Linked DNA regions of Hordeum vulgare: region 1 is linked to region 2. Evidence: chromatin contacts called from public Hi-C data. All regions are on one chromosome and are shown on one strand. Each heading gives the region's core, a stretch centred on a gene start, on an enhancer-like site or on the middle of the called end of the contact. The rest is flanking DNA. Distances are from core to core; before and after follow the strand shown.

The links. Hi-C and Micro-C count contacts between places; a contact is called where the count stands out from the background.
Region 1: a contact with region 2 is called in a Hi-C map of leaf, with 5 times the contacts expected there. The contact joins two enhancer-like sites. A contact is called at or near these places in 2 of 6 Hi-C or Micro-C datasets (leaf and seedling).

The regions. Positions count from the first base shown.
Region 1 is chr1H:187,609,335-187,616,077 of MorexV3_pseudomolecules_assembly, forward strand. It overlaps LOC123428396 (phospholipid-transporting ATPase 3), which reads right to left. Exons shown (of 27, transcript XM_045112594.1): 23 at 5,922-6,143; 24 at 5,673-5,840; 25 at 5,231-5,593; 26 at 5,021-5,127; 27 at 4,328-4,893. The coding sequence ends at 4,581. Among protein-coding and RNA genes, the nearest start is that of LOC123428396, 38 kb to the right of the region's middle. Within about 2 kb of position 4,212, at least 1 of the 3 cell types and tissues checked has open chromatin away from gene starts, as enhancers often do. A contact at or near this core is called in leaf, where this site is marked.
Region 2 is chr1H:186,988,413-186,995,150 of MorexV3_pseudomolecules_assembly, forward strand. No RefSeq gene overlaps it. Among protein-coding and RNA genes, the nearest start is that of LOC123428378, 180 kb to the left of the region's middle. Within about 2 kb of position 2,574, at least 1 of the 3 cell types and tissues checked has open chromatin away from gene starts, as enhancers often do. A contact at or near this core is called in leaf, where this site is marked.

The DNA of each region.
Region 1 (6,743 bases), core at 2,962-5,461, 620 kb after region 2:
AAGAGATATGTTGATATATGTAACATGTTCTTATGTTTACCATCTAGCTTATGAAGCATACCCATACAAATACTTGACCATGTTCATTTTCAATTAAAACTTGCTTTCCGTAAAGTCTGCATATTACCTTATTATCGTACCAATTCCATTATCCACATTATGGGTTGTTTGCGAGTACATTCAAAGTACTCATTAGCTTACCACTAGTTATGTTATTGACCAAACATGGAGGAACCGAAGTTTGGAGAAGAATTCGTCATCGGAGACAGACATGCGAACTAGGATGCTTCCCAGTCAAAATGCATGTTCGTGAAGGCTGACGGCATGGGCTCCCGTTTACTACCAAGATTTACGCTAGTAGTTGTATTGGTGTGATTGGCCTTATAGGCCCTACCCATGTGAGACTTGACCATGATGGTCATTTGTTGTATCAAACGATATGTTTGGATGTAAGACTCTTAGTAATCAGAATTTGTGTTTGGTGAGGATTGATCTCTGGGATCACTGAGCACGTTCATTCGGCGATCTCGACTCGTAAATCGGGCTCCCCACACAAGGAGATCGCCTACTTCATGAATATTTGCCGTGAGTGGCTAGTCCTCTATGAACGGAAGCCATGGTGGAATAGACAAGGCCACTTCTTCATGGAGCCCTTATGGGTGGAGCCCTCCGTGGACTCTCGCACCTGTTACCCTCCGTGGGTTGAAGTCTCTACTAACATGGACATACGATAGCGCCACCTATTGGAACCATGCCAAAAATCGTCGTGTCAACCTTTGCATTTGATCTCCCTACCTTACCCTCTACTTTACATTTGCATGTCATTACTTTCCACTGACAGACTCTTAGATGTGCATGTGTAGGGTGAACTTGACTAGTCATAATTGTTAAAATTGGCCCACAACTAAAATTGGGGAAAGACTAAGTTTTTATCTTGTCAAGTAGTCTAATCACCCGCCTTCAGACATACTTTCGATCATACAACAAGTCGTCGCCTCATACGTCCATGCCGGCGCTAGAGGACGACCGCAACAACGCGGCGGCCACCGACGGGCTCCCCGCGATGCAGTGATCCCCATGGGCCTCTCCACGTGCCCCCAACGACCACCGGTGATGACACACGCGTCTGTCGACGTCACCTTTTTCTCTGGCGAACCACCGGTGACAAACCCCGCGTTGAGATCTCGGTCGTCCAATCCCGGGTAGACGATCTAGATTAGATCACTTCATTTCGTGAAGGGGTACGCAACAACGACTGTCAGATATAGATCTAATGGTTCTCAAACAACAACTACACTCGGATCGGTATGGGCCAACCAAAATGTTCCACGTTGCCACTTTATCCACAACCTTATCTGTAGCTATTTCTGTTTAACCGAATTAAATGGCAATTTTGCACAAAACCTGGTTCAACTTAAAACACTTATAACTTTTACCCGTAGGTCCAAATTGAGTGATTCTTTTTATAGAACTATCCTTATGAAATATACTCCCACTCACAAAATTTAAATTTCGAAATTTATATTTTAAAAAATTTAATTCAAAAGAATGAGTTTGAATTTGACTAGGGCATAACTTGCAGTTTATAAATCCAAATTAATTGATTCTTTTTGCAAATTGAACCTAAATAAATATAGTTTCGTCTTAGCTATTGTAATCTATTTTTAAAGTAATTTATAATTAGAACTCAAATATAGTTTAAACCGTGGTAGAATTCAAATGGAAATTAAACATAATTAGGTTTTAAGTTTGAAATAAATTATTGAATAAAACAATTAGGATACACAAACTATAATGTGTACTTTATTAGATATTTTTTATTATTACTTGACTATAGGAAATTCATATAACATTTGAATTTAATTATAACATAGTTTGAATATAACTTTGAAACCTTAGGTTTAATTTGAATAAAAATATGTCAATATGGTTTAATAAAATGAATTAAACCTAGTAAATGTTTTTGAGTTATATTTGACTTTAGAGAAAATGAACTCGGATTAAAATTTAGTTTAAACATAGACATAGTTTGAAAACTATTTGAACTTAGCAAATGATCTTGGATTTATATTTTGTTAGGAAGTACTCCCTCCGTTCCTAAATATAAGTATTTTAAGAGATTTCATTAAATGTCTACATACGAAGCAAAATGAGTGAATCTATACTTTTAAATATGTCTATATACATCCGTATGTAGTCTATTAGTGAAACCTCTAAAAAGACTTATATTTAGGAACAGAGGGAGTATTAGTATTGGTCTAGGAGTTCTTATTAATCTATGTTTACTTTCCTTGCACCTCAAATCTTGTGTAATATATATATGCCCCTTGAGCTTTTAATGAAGATAAGTTGCTTTTCTAACATGGTATTAGAGCTTAGGTTATCTTTTCGACGGCCGCAACTCGCCCTCCTGATCCAATCTTCTATTATGCCGTCGTTGCCTTCTCTCGGTGGTTGTCGCTAACTTCCCTACCGCGTGGCTCTTTCCGAGCCGCTGCTACCCCTTCTACCTCGTTGCTGGACATCCCGTGCATCTGTGGCATCGTCATGTCGGGTTGTCTCGTCACCCTCCTGGTCGACGCTCTCCTCTGCTGCGGGCATGGCTCTCATCTTGCTGTAGGTCAACCTCCCGACCGCCGCTCAAATCGATCTACGCAGACGTGTCATCATGTCGCAACGCGCCTCAAAGCCAGTGCATGTACGTCCGTTCGTGGGATCCAGCCGCTTCCCGTGCAAAGCTACTTGCCTGGTCGCTGCTAGTAGGTCGTCGTCGGCTGGTCGATTTTTTTTATAACCTTTGCTACAAACAAAACGCAAATCTGACCCCAGTTTGAAAATAAGCTCAAAATTGACATCTTTAAGTGACGCCAACGTTCCTGACGTCTGGGTTGCACTGGAGACGCCAGGGACCCCAGCGTATAGCACGGGCCCAGTCGATCAGTCTGTCGTTGATCGGATGACGTGGCAAAGGGGTCAGACGCCAGGGACCCTAACGTCTGGACCAGGAACCAGACGCCAGGGTCCCTTGCGTCTCATAAGTTCAATCTAGTGCAAACCTACTGGTGTCAATTGCGCGCACCCAGTCTCATAAGTTCAATCTAGTGCAAACCTACTGGTGTCAATTGCGCGCACCCAGACGCCAGGGTCCATGTGCGTCAACATTTACATTTTCTTTCTCATATTTTCATTTAAGACTTTTTTACTATGAAATTACATATGGATTATATATTAACATACATTTAAACTTAAGAATGGTTTTATACTTGAATCATACTTGAACCATATTCGTTCATTTATCTCTCAAAACCATACTTGAACCGTACCCATTTAGTGTCATTTTTAGCCCAACCAAAACCGAACCCACTATTTTTTCCACCCAAACCAATTTAAACCAAATACATAACCATGAATTTAAACCTAGTAAATAACTATGAGTTTGTTTTAATGTACATATGATTACACAAATTGACATGTTAAGAAGCATATGAGATAAAAAATGCATAAATGTGTCTACAATAGTTTGAAAACAAAACTATGCTTGAGATACAGTCAGCACACAGCAAGAGGCAAAAAAAACATGTCCATGACTGAAAAGCTCACTAACAAGTATATTAAAACCAAATTGCTTAGCGAAAGAACAAGCAAAATTGCTTAGTGAAAGAACAAGCAAACACTTTCGATTTTCATGTGGTGTTTCCTCGTAATACATAGTTACATAGTGCATTATAGCATGCACACGGATCAAAGATACTCGTTCTCGGTCATTGTTGATTATTGCATATAACCAATGCCTAAAAATTTGTTTGAACTCATAGTTTATAACCATTAATAACCAAACCGTTTAAACCCATAACCAATTATACCTAAACTGGTTTCTCCACACACCCAAACCAAAACCAAACTAAAAAAATCTCAACCCAATAAAACCTGAACCAAGCAAACCCAAAGTAAGAACCAAACCGTTACACCCGGTTCTTAATAACCATTCTTAGGTTTACATATATTATAGTGTAGATTCATTCATTTTTACTTCATATGTACTCACTAATGAAATCTCTAGAAAGACTTATATTTATAAACGGAGGGAACACAAAGTAAATACTCACTCCTCCGGCGGACAGTTCTCACATCTTGGGATAAGGTTGGTACGCTGCTCAACAGGAAGAAGAGAGGAAAGCTGGCGCTCACGCGTTAAGAGTCAGGGAGCAAACGGAAAAAAAGGAAAACTGACATGTCAACCCAACAAGCATCAAGATCTATGCCTGGAACACACCAGCACTGCATTCATTCTGCAACAAAGCAAGATTTCATAATAAGACAAGACAAATTTCAGTAACATCCAATTCTGTAAAAATCATAAGAATTTCGCTAACTGCATTTTCCAGTTTCCACTTTGTTTAACCAAATGCCTACCTGATTCTTCAGTCATCAAGATCAATGGTCACCTACTAACATCGCTAGCATAACATATTGGGTCATTGGGTGACAAACAAGAAAAAGTGCTACAAGGCTACTTATACACAATCATGTGGTCTGTGGGCAAACGAACATGATGTACAAAACTTTACACAAATCCAGGATTAGGATCTTCCTGTTCGTTGTGGCTGCTGCCGCTGCTGCTTCATGCTGGCTCTCCTTGCGACATCCCATGACTTGTGAGGCACACAGACACCTTGCTGCGATGCAAAAAATGACTCATAACCTGGGGAATCAAAAGCAAAACCAGTGTGCTTGGAGTTCTCTCGGGGGAGCATGGAAATCGCGTAGCTTCTCGCTTCTTCAGGGCTCAAATGGCTCCTCTCTGGAAGACGTATCATACTGTATTCATGGGGGTCATCCTTGTGCATTTCTTGAACAACTTGGTAGTCATAAGGGAATAGCCATCGCTGAAGCCTGGAAAACCGACAGAGTATCAGAGACAGCACACGGTTGATTCAGCCACTTCAGTATGTAGACTGAAAGAATCAAAACCAGACGACACTGACATATAATTGTGCAAAAGGAATAGGTGGTATCTTACGATAGATATAGGAAGTCACCAAAGAGAGCGATGACCGGAACAAGAATTAGTGTGAGGTAGAAGAAAAAGGTACTCATCAGAACATAAATCACAAAATATACATTTTCCTGCAGAAGGAACACAGCATGATGTTATGCATTTATAGAAAGAATGATCATTAGGCCCAAATAGTCATCAGCAGAGAGATAGATTAGTGCATAATTCACCCACCTGTCTGTCAAATGATGTCATTATGGCAGAGTATATAAAGATAAACAGAAACCAGGCCGCTATACTGCCAGCTACACTGAAATAATGCCATCTGGTAATAGAATTGCATGACATGAGGAGGCGGAGGTTCACAGTAACCACAACACAAGTAAAGGCCATCGTGCTAACATCCCATTGTCCAAGAATCTTGCCAGATGAGCCATGACCATGCTGACTTGCAGCTGCAGTGAAGTAATAGAACACTATTGACTGGTAGAAAGCAAAGAAACCCCACACCGCTATCACTTTCCACTTGAAGAATGTATTCCTAATTCCTTCCTGGTAAAGTTGTGGGTATTTCTTTGATAGAGATGCACTCACATCCTGAAATGGTTCAGTTACATGAATGCCACAAACAGCATCATTCCAGAACTAAATGTAAAATGAATACAGGCCGCTATACCTTATCAAATAATCCAACCATAATTACGGGTAGTGCTGTGAAAATGACATTATACAGCGACTGGAACCAGTCATCATAAAACCGCTGACCAGAAAAGCCAGTTTGGAAAGTGAACCAGAACTGAGTTAGCGTAAATGTCAGATTCTTGTAGAAGAAGTACGTGATAACCTGAAACAGCAAGTGACGACATTTAGTTTTGCGAACTATAAATATATGGAAAGATACAGGCTAACGAAACCATAAGCATACCTTGCACAATCTCAAGTATGACCACCGTCCATGTACAAGAAGCAAATCAGTAAGATAACGAAATTGAGCGATGGCAAAATCACTAGCCATAACTGCTTGCATTCCTTCTTGTCCACTAATGCCAATCCCAACATGAGCGGCTTGAATCATGCTTACATCATTAGCGCCATCGCCAATGCTGAGAGTTATCTTACGAGCACCCTTCCTAACTAAGCTAGTAACCTACAAAATGTGCGTCAACATTGGTATTTTGGCATCATTTGACCAAACAGTTTAGGCAAGGAAATTAACACACAAACCAGAAATTTTGATATTACTTGTATTGGGTAACTACTAAACCAGAAACTTTGTACTTGCTTTAGTACAAAGTTGTGAAGTTAGGACACTTGGCATGTCAACAGTACAGAATTGGTTTCTGAGATCAAAACTGGAATAGCAAATGAAACCAATGTACAATGATGAGTAGCGAATCACATGCACAAACTCTTATTGTGAAGGTACAATATTGGTTATTGCCTTTAAAATGTAATAATATCAACCTCATTTTACAGCCCAAGAACCTACAAACTATCCACATATGAGTACTAAAAAACTCGTATATCCACAAATAAAGGATGGCATGCTTGAAGCAGCACAAGGTTGTGGAGGAACAACTCCACCTTACTGCTACAATGTGTACAGCACAAGTGTTGAAGGAACTACTTCAACGTGCTGTGCTAGATATCGCTCTAGAGGCGAGCGGAGGCCAATATGGCAGCAGGAGTTCAATCCAAAACTCCTGGAGCACAAGATCTAGTCCAAGATCTTAGATAGGAACAACAA
Region 2 (6,738 bases), core at 1,324-3,823:
CAGGCATGGCCTGAATACTTCATAAATTATCGATACATTGGAGATGCATCAATACGTTTCCAACGTATCTACTTTTCCAAGCACTTTTTCTCTCATTTTGGCCTTTAATTTGCATGATTTGAATGCAGCTAACCCAGACTGACGTTGTCTTCACCAGAATTGCCTTGGTGCTATTTTTGTGCGGAAATAGAAGTTCTCCGAATGGAACAGAACTTTTTGTGAATTATTTTTTGATAATTTATAAGGACTTATGGAGCGAAGACGTGCCAGAGGGGAAGTGCCAGGGGGCCACAAGCTAACAGGGCGCCCCCAGGGCCGCGCCTTGATGGCTTGTGGGGCCCTCGAGGCTCTTCCGACCCTTATTCCACTCGTATAAATTTATATACCTTGAGAAAAAATAGGAGATAATTTTTCATCGCGTTTTATGAGACGGAGCCGACGCCACCTCGTGTTCTTCCTCCGGAGGGCTGATCCAGAGTCCGTTTGGGGCTTCAAAGAGGGGGATTCGTCGCCGTCGTCATCACCAACCGTTCTTCATCAGCACCACCATGATGCTCTCCACCGGTTGTGAGTAATTCCTTTCTAGGCTTGTTGGAGAGTGGTGAGATTGGATGAGATTGATCATGTAATCGAGTTAAGTTTTATAGCGCTTGATCCCTGTTACTATGACTTCGCTATGCTTAATGCTTGTCACTTGGGCCCGAGTGCCATGATTTCAGATCTAAACCTATTATGTTTTCATGAATATAAGAGTGATTTGGATCCTATCTTGCAAGTTATAGTTACGTATTACGTCTCTTGATTTGCATACCCCAAGGTGACAATAATGGGGACTTTTCGGTGATTGTCGTAGTTTGCGGAGTTCATGTATTCACTACGTGTTAATGCTTTGTTCTGGTTATCTATTAAAAGGAGGTCTTAATACCCCTAAGTTCGCAATAGGACCCCACTGCCACGGGAGGGTAGGACAAAAATGTCATGCAAGTTCTTATCGCAAGCACGTATGACTATATACAGAATACATTCCTACATTATATCGATGAATTGCAGCTAGTTCTGTGTCGCCCTAGTGTGTAATTTTTATATGATCAATGTCACCTAAATCATTATTCACTCTTGATCTACGTGCCTACGCTTTACATATAATGAATTTAGCTAAGATACTACTGTTGCTGCTACTTTCACACTTGCTACTCAACTGCTACTGTTACTACCGTTACTACTGTTACCAAAATTGCTGCTATCACTATAACGGTTACTACTATCACTTGTCGTGGTACTAAATACTTGCTGGAGAAAGATATGCCAAGTGCGGTTGAATTGACAACTCAACTGTTACGGCCAATAAATATTCTTTGGCTCCCTTGCATCAAATCAATAAATTAGGGCGAAATACTTGTGGGTTATCATAGTTCGCTCTCCGGAGCAATAGTACCGCTTGTATGCGGGCTGAGGGGGTAATGGTTGGATTTTTGCCTTCCTATAAAAGGGTGTAATAGCCCGGAACCAACGCCCAGAAGATTCCCTTTGTGTTCCATTGTCGTCGTGTGATTTAATTGCTTGTCGTATTCATCATCACATCATTCGCATCATCTGGATAGCATCAGTGCTCGTTTTTTAAACTTGCACCCGTTATTAATTGTCTGTTCTCTTCATTCTTGTCTTGACCGATTTGAGACCAATCACACCCGCACACACCCGTGACATCATTAAAATATTGTTTTTAAAGTGTGTATAAACATTCACGGAATGGGTTAAAATTTGGCGTGTGGTCTTGTTTTATTGTAGGTAGCATGGCTGTCAAATTTGATCGCATTTGGAGGTCGTTTGCTACTCAAACCGTTAAACCTATAACGACACTATAGCCGGTAAATTGTCGGATGGTTTCGGTTTTAAAAAAATCCGTCACGGACCGTAAAGTTCCCTCTCTTTTTAGCCCAACCCCCTCTACATAGCCCAACCTACCCTATCCCTGCGACCGGAGCCGTCAGATTGCGATCGAACAACTCAATTCATTACTAACCCTAGCCCCATTTGCTATATAGCCGACGAAACCCTACCCCTAGCGGTACCATCCACCAAATAATCTTTGCGGTCGCCACTCGAGCAGTCCCCTCGTTGCTCGGGATGTGCCTCGATCCGAATCTCGAGCAGCAGCCTCCGACCATCTTCCTTTCTTTCCGTGCCGCCCAAATCATAGAAGCAAGGAGCCAAGAGCCAAGAGCCAACCAGCCACCACCTCTCTCGATTCTTTGCTCGAACCTGATCTAGTGTTTTGATTTTCGTTTTGTGTTTTTTCTCGCCACAGGCCGAGATGGCCGAATTTCGGTCATTTTCAAAAAATTCGGTTGAAATTTGACCAAAATTTGACTGAAATTTGATTAAAATCTGACAAATTTAACCAAAAATCATTTTTTTCGGCCGATAGATATTTCTCGCCCCAGACCGAGATGACCGAAATTCGGCCGAAATTTGATTTGTACGGCCGAAATTCAAATCCCTTCAAGCCCTGTCCACGAGCTCCCACAACAACCAAACGATGGCCTCCTGTGGTCGACCTCGTCCCCAACCCCTATCTCCTGGACGTGTTCGACAACCGCAACCATCTTCATCCACGCGACCACATGAGCAGGAGTTCCTGCAGCCGTGCAAGCTCCCGTGCATCGCCACGAGCAAATCGTAGGTCGTCGGAGCCACCACATGAGTGCCGACCTTCCTCTCTGTTCCTTTCCTTTCGTTGCTCCCTCCTTCCTCCTCTAATTTCTCTCCCTTTCTAGTTTGTGTTCTTCTCTGGGAGGAAACGAACGGAGCTCGCGCGAATCTCCCGCGCGCCTCCGCCGGAGAAGCTCTTCACCGTGCCGCCTCTCCTCTATCCGATCTCGCCGGTCACATCAACCCCATCCCAAGAGCATGCCTCGCTGTTCGTCGTGCCGGCCGCAGGTCGCCACCACCATGAACCCCGCATCTTCAAGATCTCTACCTCGCCACTGCTTGCGGAACCGCGCCCCAGCCATCAAAATTCGTTACCATGACCGCGCCCGTGAGCACCCCGTGCAGCATCCACTAACCCGAACCATACCCAGATACCCTGACTCGTCGCGAGCACAGCCGAGGCCGGCCCTGTGTTCTCTTATTCAGTTAGGTTTTCTCAAGATGGGTTCAGTTAGCTATTTGTCTTGTCATTTTTAGTTTCGTTCAGATTTGCGACCGGGTAGTTTCATGCCGGGTGCACTCCATTTATCAAAAGTGTTCCGTAGCTCACCTGGTTAGTGCGTGCGTTCATTCATGGTAAACGTTTACATACGACAGTCCGGCCGAACGCTCGAGTTAGTCCATCGCGCGACGTCTGATGCGATTAGATCTAGCGGCTCGCATCCCGTCACAGCCTTATCCCCTCGCGCGCCTTTCTGGCCACACGCGAGCACCCTTCTCTCCCCGAGCGACCTTCTCCTCCCCCCACCTTCTCTCATCTATTGAGGGCGACCACCGGCCGTCGTCGTTGAGGACGCCGACCTGATGCGGCGAGAAACTTTCTTCTCCCCCGTGCTTCTACAAGCATCTCGTCCCCCAGCCAAGCTTCTCATGGTTTTGCCGGTGGGGTCGCATCGCCGGGGAAGGCCCTCGAGTTAGTGCTGCAAGCGGAGGCGCTTGTGGACATGGGGCTGCTGTTGGACGGCGATGGAAACCATTTTTTACGCTCATGCTACAACCGCTGTCAAAAAAAGCTTCAAACCCATATGAAAAAGCTTCATCCGGGCATATAAAAAGTTGCAAGCGGTCATTGTCATGGCGGGATGCTGCAACCATTGACATAAAATGCTACAACCGTTGATGAATAAAGCTGCAACCAGACATATAAAAAGCTGCAAGCAGTCATTGTCATGACAGAATGTTGCAACCGTTGACATAAAATGTTACAACCGTTGATAAAAAAGCTACAACGAAGGACCGACAAGGCTGCAGCAAAAATCACAACGCCACCGTTGCCACCAAAAACTTCGCCGTGGCCATTGCAGCAAATCATGTCACCGGATATAGCTTTTTTCATTGCCGGTTGTAGCAAAAATCGCAAAGCCATGTGCGATGTAGCAAAATGCAACACTAGTTGCAGCAAATAGCGATGCCGGTTGTAGCAAATTGTGATGCCGGTTGAAGCATGCAGCAAAAAATCGATGTTAGTTCCAGCATCCTGTATCGTGGGAGTGCCTCGCCGTCGCAGTTATGCAGCTCGTTCGCCGGAGCTGGGAAAAGAGGTGGCTGTGGGTGCGGGACTGGGTTAATGGCATCCTCGCCGGGGATGGGCGCCGTTCGCCGGGGCCGGTGGCTGTTGCCGCTCGCCGGGGCTGCGCGCGATCATAGCTCGCCGGTGGCCGTTGCCGCTCGCCGGGTCTACTGCAAGCTGCAAGGGCCGTAGACGTGCGATGCTGTGAGCGACGACAGCGGCAAACGCGGAGTCCATCATTGACGGAAGTTGGCTAGCTGCGGTCGTCTCAGATCTCGTCGTTGACTTCTGCTATGCATGCGCGGTTTGGGGTTGTTTATTTTTACCAAACGGACAGAGCAGATCCAATGGTTACGACAACTCCAATCGAACGATGCACGATCGACCGGCGCACCGGCGCCCAGTACTGCCCTTCATTCATTTGCAACCAGGAGGGACTGGGATCGAATTCCATGGACGGCAAAAAAAATTCCATACGTGCACACACATGGCGACTTGGGCCGATTCCAATACAGGAATGCTGCACTACGCCGCTTCTAGCCCGCATAACAGTTTTGTTTTTCTGTGTGTGTGCCATTTATCTAATTTACCAGCACATACATATTTACAAAATACCACTATATTGCATTGCCCATAATTAAATTAACTCTGGATCGGATTATATAACACTTATAAACGAGGGATCGAATCCCATGGAAGGCAAAAAATTACCATACGTGCACACACATGGCCACTTGGGCCGATTCCAATACAGGGATGCTGCACTACGCCACTTCTAGCCTGCATAGCAGTTTTGTTTTTCTGTGTGTGCCATTTATCCGCATAGCAGTTTTGTTTTTCTGTGTGTGCCATTTATCTAATTTACCAGCACATACATATTTACAAAATACCACTATGTTGCATTGCCCATAATTAATTAACTCTGGATCGGATTATAACACTTTATAAACGAGGGATCGAACCTATGGGAGGCAAAAAATTTACCATACGTGCACACACACATGGCCACTTGGGCCGATTCCAATACAGGGATGCTACACTACACCGCTTCTAGCCCGCATAGTAGTTTTGTTTTTCTGTATGTGCCATTTATCTAATTTACCAGCACATACATATTTACAAAATACCACTATATTGTATTGCCCATAATTAATTAACTCTGGATCGGATTATAACACTTGATAAACGAAACATGTTTAGAATTTCATGTATATTAACAATATCCAACTTTCATCCAAGGTTAAAATGTTTAACATTGTGTTTCCATTTAACTTGCATAATTACCATGTCAAAACGGTTATTTCATATCTAAATAACCGTAGCTCTGAATTAAATTATCCACATATGTAACTTAACTAGAAAAATGTGTGGAATAACATAGTGGCATTTATTTTACTGTTTAAGAACTTTAGAATTGTGTTCTAGGCATAACAGTACCGAAATCTTAATTAAGTTATGCGTCATTTCAGAAATACTATAAGTTGTTTGGACCTCATTTAAAAAAGCCTGTATATAGAATTTATTTATGCTTCACGTCTTGCCATGGTTAACAACATTTAATATTGCCGTGTACCTAAACGGGAGTGAACTAAGTAATTCAAATGTGGAGTTTCGTCAATATACAACTCGTTGCAAATTGCACTTCACTTAATGTGTAGTATTTATTGTTATGCTTTGTCATGCCTTGCATAATCGTATGGACATACATCATATGTGTTTGCGCATCATGTCATGTATATGTTGTGGTGTTTATCGAGTGTTGATTGTTGTTTCTGGATTATTTCTTCTCGATAGAGTTCCGAAACTGATTCAGAGTGCGATGATTCGTTCGACTATGTCGGTTTGTCTACTTCATGGATTTTTTCTTCTTCCAAGCAGACCTTAGGTAAGATGACCATTTCCCTGAATACCACTACTATCATTGCCATGCTAGTTGTCTCGTTTCTATGACTATGTCTTGTTGCCTACCACCTATTATGTCAAGCCTCCCAACATTGCCATGAAAAGCCTCTAACCCCCTCCACATCCCAGCAAACCTTTGTTTGGCTATGTTACCGCTCGTTGATGTCTGCTATAACTACATCGGTATTTCCCCGAAGAGGAAGGGATGATGCAATATAGCAACGGTAGGCATTTCCCTCAGTAATGAGACCAAGGTTATCGAACCAATAGGAGAACCTCCTCACACCACGTAAACAACACCTACACACAAATAACAAATTCTCGCAACCCGACGTGTTAAAGGGGTTGTCAATCCCTTTCGGGTACGACGCCTCAAGATAGGCAAATAACGTGAGGTAAAAGTGGTAGATAGGATAAATAGATCGTGGAGCAAATAAATTGCAGCAAGGTATTTTTGTATTTTTGGTTTAATAGATCTGAAAATAAAAGCAAAGTAAAATAGATCGCAAAGGCAAATATGATGAAAAGAGACCCGGGGGCCGTAGGTTTCACTAGTGGCTTCTCTCGAGAAAAATAGCAAACGGTGGGAAAACAATTACTGTTGGACAATTGAT